Regions from separate parts of the Xenopus laevis genome. Here region 2 is linked to region 1. Evidence: chromatin contacts called from public Hi-C data. All regions are on one chromosome and are shown on one strand. Each heading gives the region's core, a stretch centred on a gene start, on an enhancer-like site or on the middle of the called end of the contact. The rest is flanking DNA. Distances are from core to core; before and after follow the strand shown. Region 1 overlaps dagla.L (diacylglycerol lipase-alpha). Region 2 has its middle 7.3 kb from the start of dagla.L.

Region 1 (2,700 bases), core at 173-2,672:
GCTTGTACTTGATCCCAACTAAGATATAATTAATCCTTATTGGAAGCAAAACCAGCCTATTGGGTTTATTTAATATTTACATGATTTTCTAGTAGACTTAAGGTATGAAGATCCAAGTTACAGAAATATCCATTATCTGAAAAACCCCCAGGTCCTGAGCATTCTGGATAACAGGTCCTATACCTGTATATGTACCAGCTAACAACTTCAGATATCTCATTAACAGCATCACAAATACACACATTATATAAATATATATATGAAATCTGCAGATAACAGGAAATGTCAGGGAAAGGTCAACTGCACCCATGCCAACCTTGCCACAAGTATAAGTCCATTTCATGGCAGAAGGAAGGCATCACCAGGACACAGAGTTAAAGGAGAAGGAAAGACTAAAATTAAGTAAGCCTTATCAGAAAGGTCTATATAAATACACTAGTAAACCCTCAAAGTAATGCTGCTCGGAATCTTCTGTCAAAAGAAACACAGAATTTCTTTCCTTCTATTGTGTACTCATGGGCTTCTCTATCAGACTTCTTGTTTTCACCATAAACTTCCAGGGCTAGGGTTTGAGCATGCTCAGTTTGCTCTTCTCCCCCTCCCTCATCCCCTCCCTGTCTTAATCTGAGCCCAGAGCTATGAGTGAGCAGGGAGAGACTCAGGAAGAAAATGATGTCACACCAAGCTAATATGGCAGCTGCTATCCTAAACAAACAGAGAGCTTCTAGAGCTGTTTACTGCAGAATTCTGCAGAATAAATATAGTGTTATAGCTTGCAGTATTGTGGCTAATCTATTGGCATTGAACTGCTTCTGTAACTTTCCTTCTCCTTTAATGCTGCCACGAGCACCCGTTCCATGGCTGTGCAGCACACTTGGCTGCATTTGAAAGCAAGTCAGGGTTAGGGGGGAAATCGTAGATAGTGGTTATTGGCGGAATGAGTGAAACGTGCATCTGCAACAACCCCCCTTTCCCATCTGAGGACGTTCCCCTGTGAAATTTACATTGTGCAAAGAAAAAGTCCAGTGTTTAGAAACAACCACCCCGCTAAGCCTCGAGGGGGGGGGGGTTGGCATTGGGGAGGTTAATCTATAGCAGTGACACAGAATAGAGACAAACGAGTAACAGGAGCAGCTGAGGCATCACAAAAACAGCTGCTGGACAAATAAATAAGGAATTCCGGCACGGTACAAAATATAAAATGGCCTTGTCAAATCTTTGACTAATCCCTACCTTCCACTTGGCTTTAAATAAAAAAAGAAATAGCACTTATCAGCTATTTGCCCCCACATTGGCATGTCCCTGCCCTACCAGAAATAGCACACTAGACTACAAAGGATTCATAAGACAACATTAAGGCCCCATGCACACTACTATGTTCCCCGTGAGTGTCCTACAATTTTAACACAGAACCCGGTTGGTCAGACTAGTCAACTGTCATCTATTCAATACAACAGGACTGGAAAGTGTCAGCTCCTGGGGGAAGGGGGGGGGGTCTGTTTTATTAATGGACACTCTGCTCTTTTAATATTGTACACCACCCCAAACAAAACTTCCAACACAATGTAGGACAAGCCTCTTCATCCACATGGACAACAGTAGCCTCAGATGTGCAAAGAACTCCTGAGCTAAAGGAGGAAAAGAAGAAGACCCTGTGAAATGAAAGACATAAGGGATGGGGAAATAACTACAAGACACGTGGAAAATGTGGAGAAAAATTAAAGTGCAGAGCAAAAAGCAGTCAAAAGGAAGAAAAAATAAAGGGAGTGGCGGTTAAAGGCATGAAATGTTATTAAATAAGGCCAATGAAGGAAACCATGGGTGATGAGAAGGGCACGCTGAAGAACTGCAGCAAGCTAATGTAAGACTGGGGTGCCAGGGGTCCACTAGAAGACCTAGGCCTACTCTCCAAACTATTTTTCCTCACCTTCATTATTCATTGTAGATCCACTCATCTATTCCCCCCCTCCGTCTCACCCCTGTTCCTTCATACAGAAATGGAGCATGGTCATAGTATAGGCCAGTGATCCCCAACCAGTAGCTCGTGAGCAACATGTTGCTCTCCAGTGGCCTCAAAACTAATAATGCTGCTGGAAGGGAACAGTAGATGGCTCTCTAGATCTAGATTCCAGCTTTAGAGCAATACAACTTTTAAATTAACATGGCAACAATCTTCTAATACCCAATAAAGCCAGTGCTCCAAAAGAGCTGGCCAATCACTGGACTTTAAATACATTAGGGGTATCAAATACCAAGCCCTCAGCAGGCTGCCCTGGAACCAAAATACAAATACTGTATAACTCATTTTAAGCCACATGGTTACCCCTCCCCACTGCCATCACAAGCACAAACACTGGGTGCTACTCCATAAAACATGGCATACTTTGGCACTTTCTATAGGTGGCTGCTGCTTTTGTGGGAGAGCATCATGAGCAGTAGGGATGGCCAAATACTTGGGGTTATACTGACAATAATCCCTCACACGTGCTATAGATTCTACTATGGTTTTACAAGACCTTCATACTAAATATAGATGTGTGTACCTTCTATGAGTCTGTATGTGCGACCACCAAGAGTGCATGGGTGTGACAGGGTGGAATTGTTGTCACTTAAATAATTGTGGGAGCACATCTATACATTAGGGCTCATGTCTACAGGGAAGCCTTATCTTTCACTTTAAAAGCAGCACCCAACCAACAT
Region 2 (2,700 bases), core at 72-2,571, 38 kb after region 1:
CTAGTGCGTTATGTTGTTGTCTGGCATGTCTCCGGTACCAGAGGCCCTGTAAAGTGGCATTCACCCTTGACCCTACCATAAAGACGGATGAATGGTGCGCTTGTCTGCTTCATAAATGGCCCTCAGTCAGTTCTTAATAGCACTGTGGCCTATTCAATCTCTGTTCAGGTCTTGCCCTTGGATCGTATGGAGCTTGTGAGATGCCCAATTCTGCTCAAAGCTGAAGCTTAGTCAAGGAAAGCCCAAATAGCACCCAAAGCTAACTGTCTTGGACCGGACGTAGAAGGAATTACATTATCACAGCTGGATATTATGGGATATTTGTAAGGCATTGCTTGAAAAACCTGAAAATGTGGAGGCCCTTCCTAGGGATACTGTTTTGAATACACTAACATGAAGAAGTGATCACTGGGCCCTTATTGTAATACATATGATTTCTGGACTCAGAACCAACAATACAACTCCCTTTAGTAACTCTTTCTCCTTCCCTGTCAGAGGTGGAAGCAAATAAATAAAATAAGAACTATTTGGCACCAAAGTACCTTCTTGAACTGCGGCGCATGGATTTCGAAGACAACAAGAGAAATCTAACCCCTTCCCTCCACTTACAATGTTTGCCTTCTTCTCTCGCAACAGAGAGGGTATTGTGCCCCGGTCCTTATTTATGTAGCTTGGATGACTGACCCTGTTCAGTTTGTCCCTACTCTGTGCTGCTACAAGTGACTGGCTCTATGGAAAAGCTGCAGGCTGAGATAAGGACAATTGCACCCCACAAAGCTGAAATGTTTCTCCTGCGGCTTTAGACTGAAGTTTTATCACAATCATACAGTAGCTGAGTTATCAGTAGTAAGAACTGACCCGTTGCATATGAACTTCTTGCAGATTTACAGTTCCCTCTATTGGACACAAAGATGACCACAGATAATGTGAACAAGTTTCTATACATTAAACAGCACAACGACCTTCCACAGTACTGTTGCACAACTTAAATCTTGCCGAACTAAACTTCCCAGCATTCCTCTGCATATTAAAGGATAAAAACATGATGGGTGCTATAGTTCAGCAACCATAAAGACAGAACTAATAATAAAACTTTTTGTCAGCCCTTAAGGACTGGTGGCCCAACAAATGATAAAAACTCACCCTAGTGTGCATGTGATCTGAACAGAGATCTGAAAGATAAAATAAGGTACATGAGGGGGGTTGTGGCTGGGGCAGGGGGCCAAAAGTTGGAGAGGGGTTGCAGCTGGGGGGCCAGAGTCGGAGGAGGGGTTGGGGCAGGGGTGTGTGTGGGCAGAGTCGGACTGGGCCGGTGGGACACGGGAAAAAACCCGGTGGGCCCCGGTAGCCCAGACCCACACCTGTTTTTAGCCCACGCTGCCCCCTGATCTCCTCCCCCCCACTATCCCTGATCGTGCTGCAACTACAATACACTTATGCATGGGGGACTGGAGGGGGGTGGGAGCCCCTGTGGTGGAAGCCCTGGTGGGCCTCCAACCCACCAGTCAGACACTGTGTGCGGCCCCTGAGGCAGCAACTGTGGTGGACTCCGAAACCCCAGTCTGATACTGGCTACAGATATTGATTTGAGGAGCATTATTTATTTGTGGGACCACAGAAAAATGCTGTAAAATGCAGCTAAACTTAGAATCAAGGTATGCAAAATTGAGGTTTCTCTGTAGCTGTAGAACAATGGATATAGCAGCTATACACAACCTGTTATCTGTATAATTTTAAAGGTGTACAGACACAATAGTTTTGCAGGACCCCCTTGCTACATCCTAGTTGTAACCCTGCAACTGTACTGTGGACCTCCTGGTGGGCCTCATGGGGATCCAAAGGGCTGGATGCAATGGGAATGGTTTACCTGTTTGGATCAATTGAATTACTCACTGAGAACAAGGATCCTGTGTCTGTAGCCCATAACAGCAAGGTCTGTTGGAAATAATGAGCTTTAGTGTTGTCTCCACCAGCATTCAATAGGGCAAAGAAAAGACAAGTTCACTAACCCCTGCCTGAACACACTAATATCTTTGACAGATTATATTTGCATATCTGCATTCCAGTGTCCTCCTTGTAATAGGAAAATTTCATTTCAATGTATACAAGGACATGTAGGTTTAATGTAGTTACAAGGCAAAAACTGAAAAAAAGAGATAATTAACTGTAGACAAAAAAATCAATGTTTTCTTGTCTGCCGTCACAATCTCCAGGCCTCCATCAGCCGAATGTTTGTGGTTTGTATTTAAGAATGCAGGGGTTGTGTGGTGAAATGCCCACGAATAACTGTCTCAGGACAAAATGCCAATGTCTTAAAGGATCAGTAACACCAAAAAGTGAAAGTGTTGAAAATATCATGTAGTTTTGCCCTGCCATTGACTTTTACAAGAATTTGTAATAAATCTCGAAAAAATATGTATGAATAAAACGTGAATTTTTAGAGAAAACAAAACTTAACCTTTAATAAATAAACTCCTTACTGTCACAGACACACACACACAAATATATATATTTATACACACACAACACCCGACAGTTCAGTTTTAAGGCCTGTTCGGGTCTCAACTTTCTATTCGGTTTTTAGCCTTGTGAAACTCGAACATTAATCTGGCCAAATGAAAACCAATTAAATACCAAGATCACTCACCTTGCCGTGGCTTAGTTATTATGAAGTGCAGTTAATTTCTTGTTATTCAAGAA

The links. Hi-C and Micro-C count contacts between places; a contact is called where the count stands out from the background.
Region 2: a Hi-C map of the XL177 cell line shows a contact between it and region 1, with 3 times the contacts expected there. The contact joins two enhancer-like sites. A contact is called at or near these places in 2 of 4 Hi-C or Micro-C datasets (the XL177 cell line and animal cap).

Annotation. Positions count from the first base shown.
Region 1 is chr4L:17,270,304-17,273,003 of Xenopus_laevis_v10.1, forward strand. It overlaps dagla.L (diacylglycerol lipase-alpha), which reads right to left. Exons shown (of 20, transcript XM_018257494.2): 20 at 1,535-2,700. Among protein-coding and RNA genes, the nearest start is that of myrf.L, 25 kb to the left of the region's middle. Within about 2 kb of position 1,423, at least 1 of the 7 cell types and tissues checked has an H3K27ac peak or open chromatin away from gene starts, as enhancers often do.
Region 2 is chr4L:17,308,715-17,311,414 of Xenopus_laevis_v10.1, forward strand. No RefSeq gene overlaps it. Among protein-coding and RNA genes, the nearest start is that of dagla.L, 7.3 kb to the left of the region's middle. Within about 2 kb of position 1,322, at least 1 of the 7 cell types and tissues checked has an H3K27ac peak or open chromatin away from gene starts, as enhancers often do.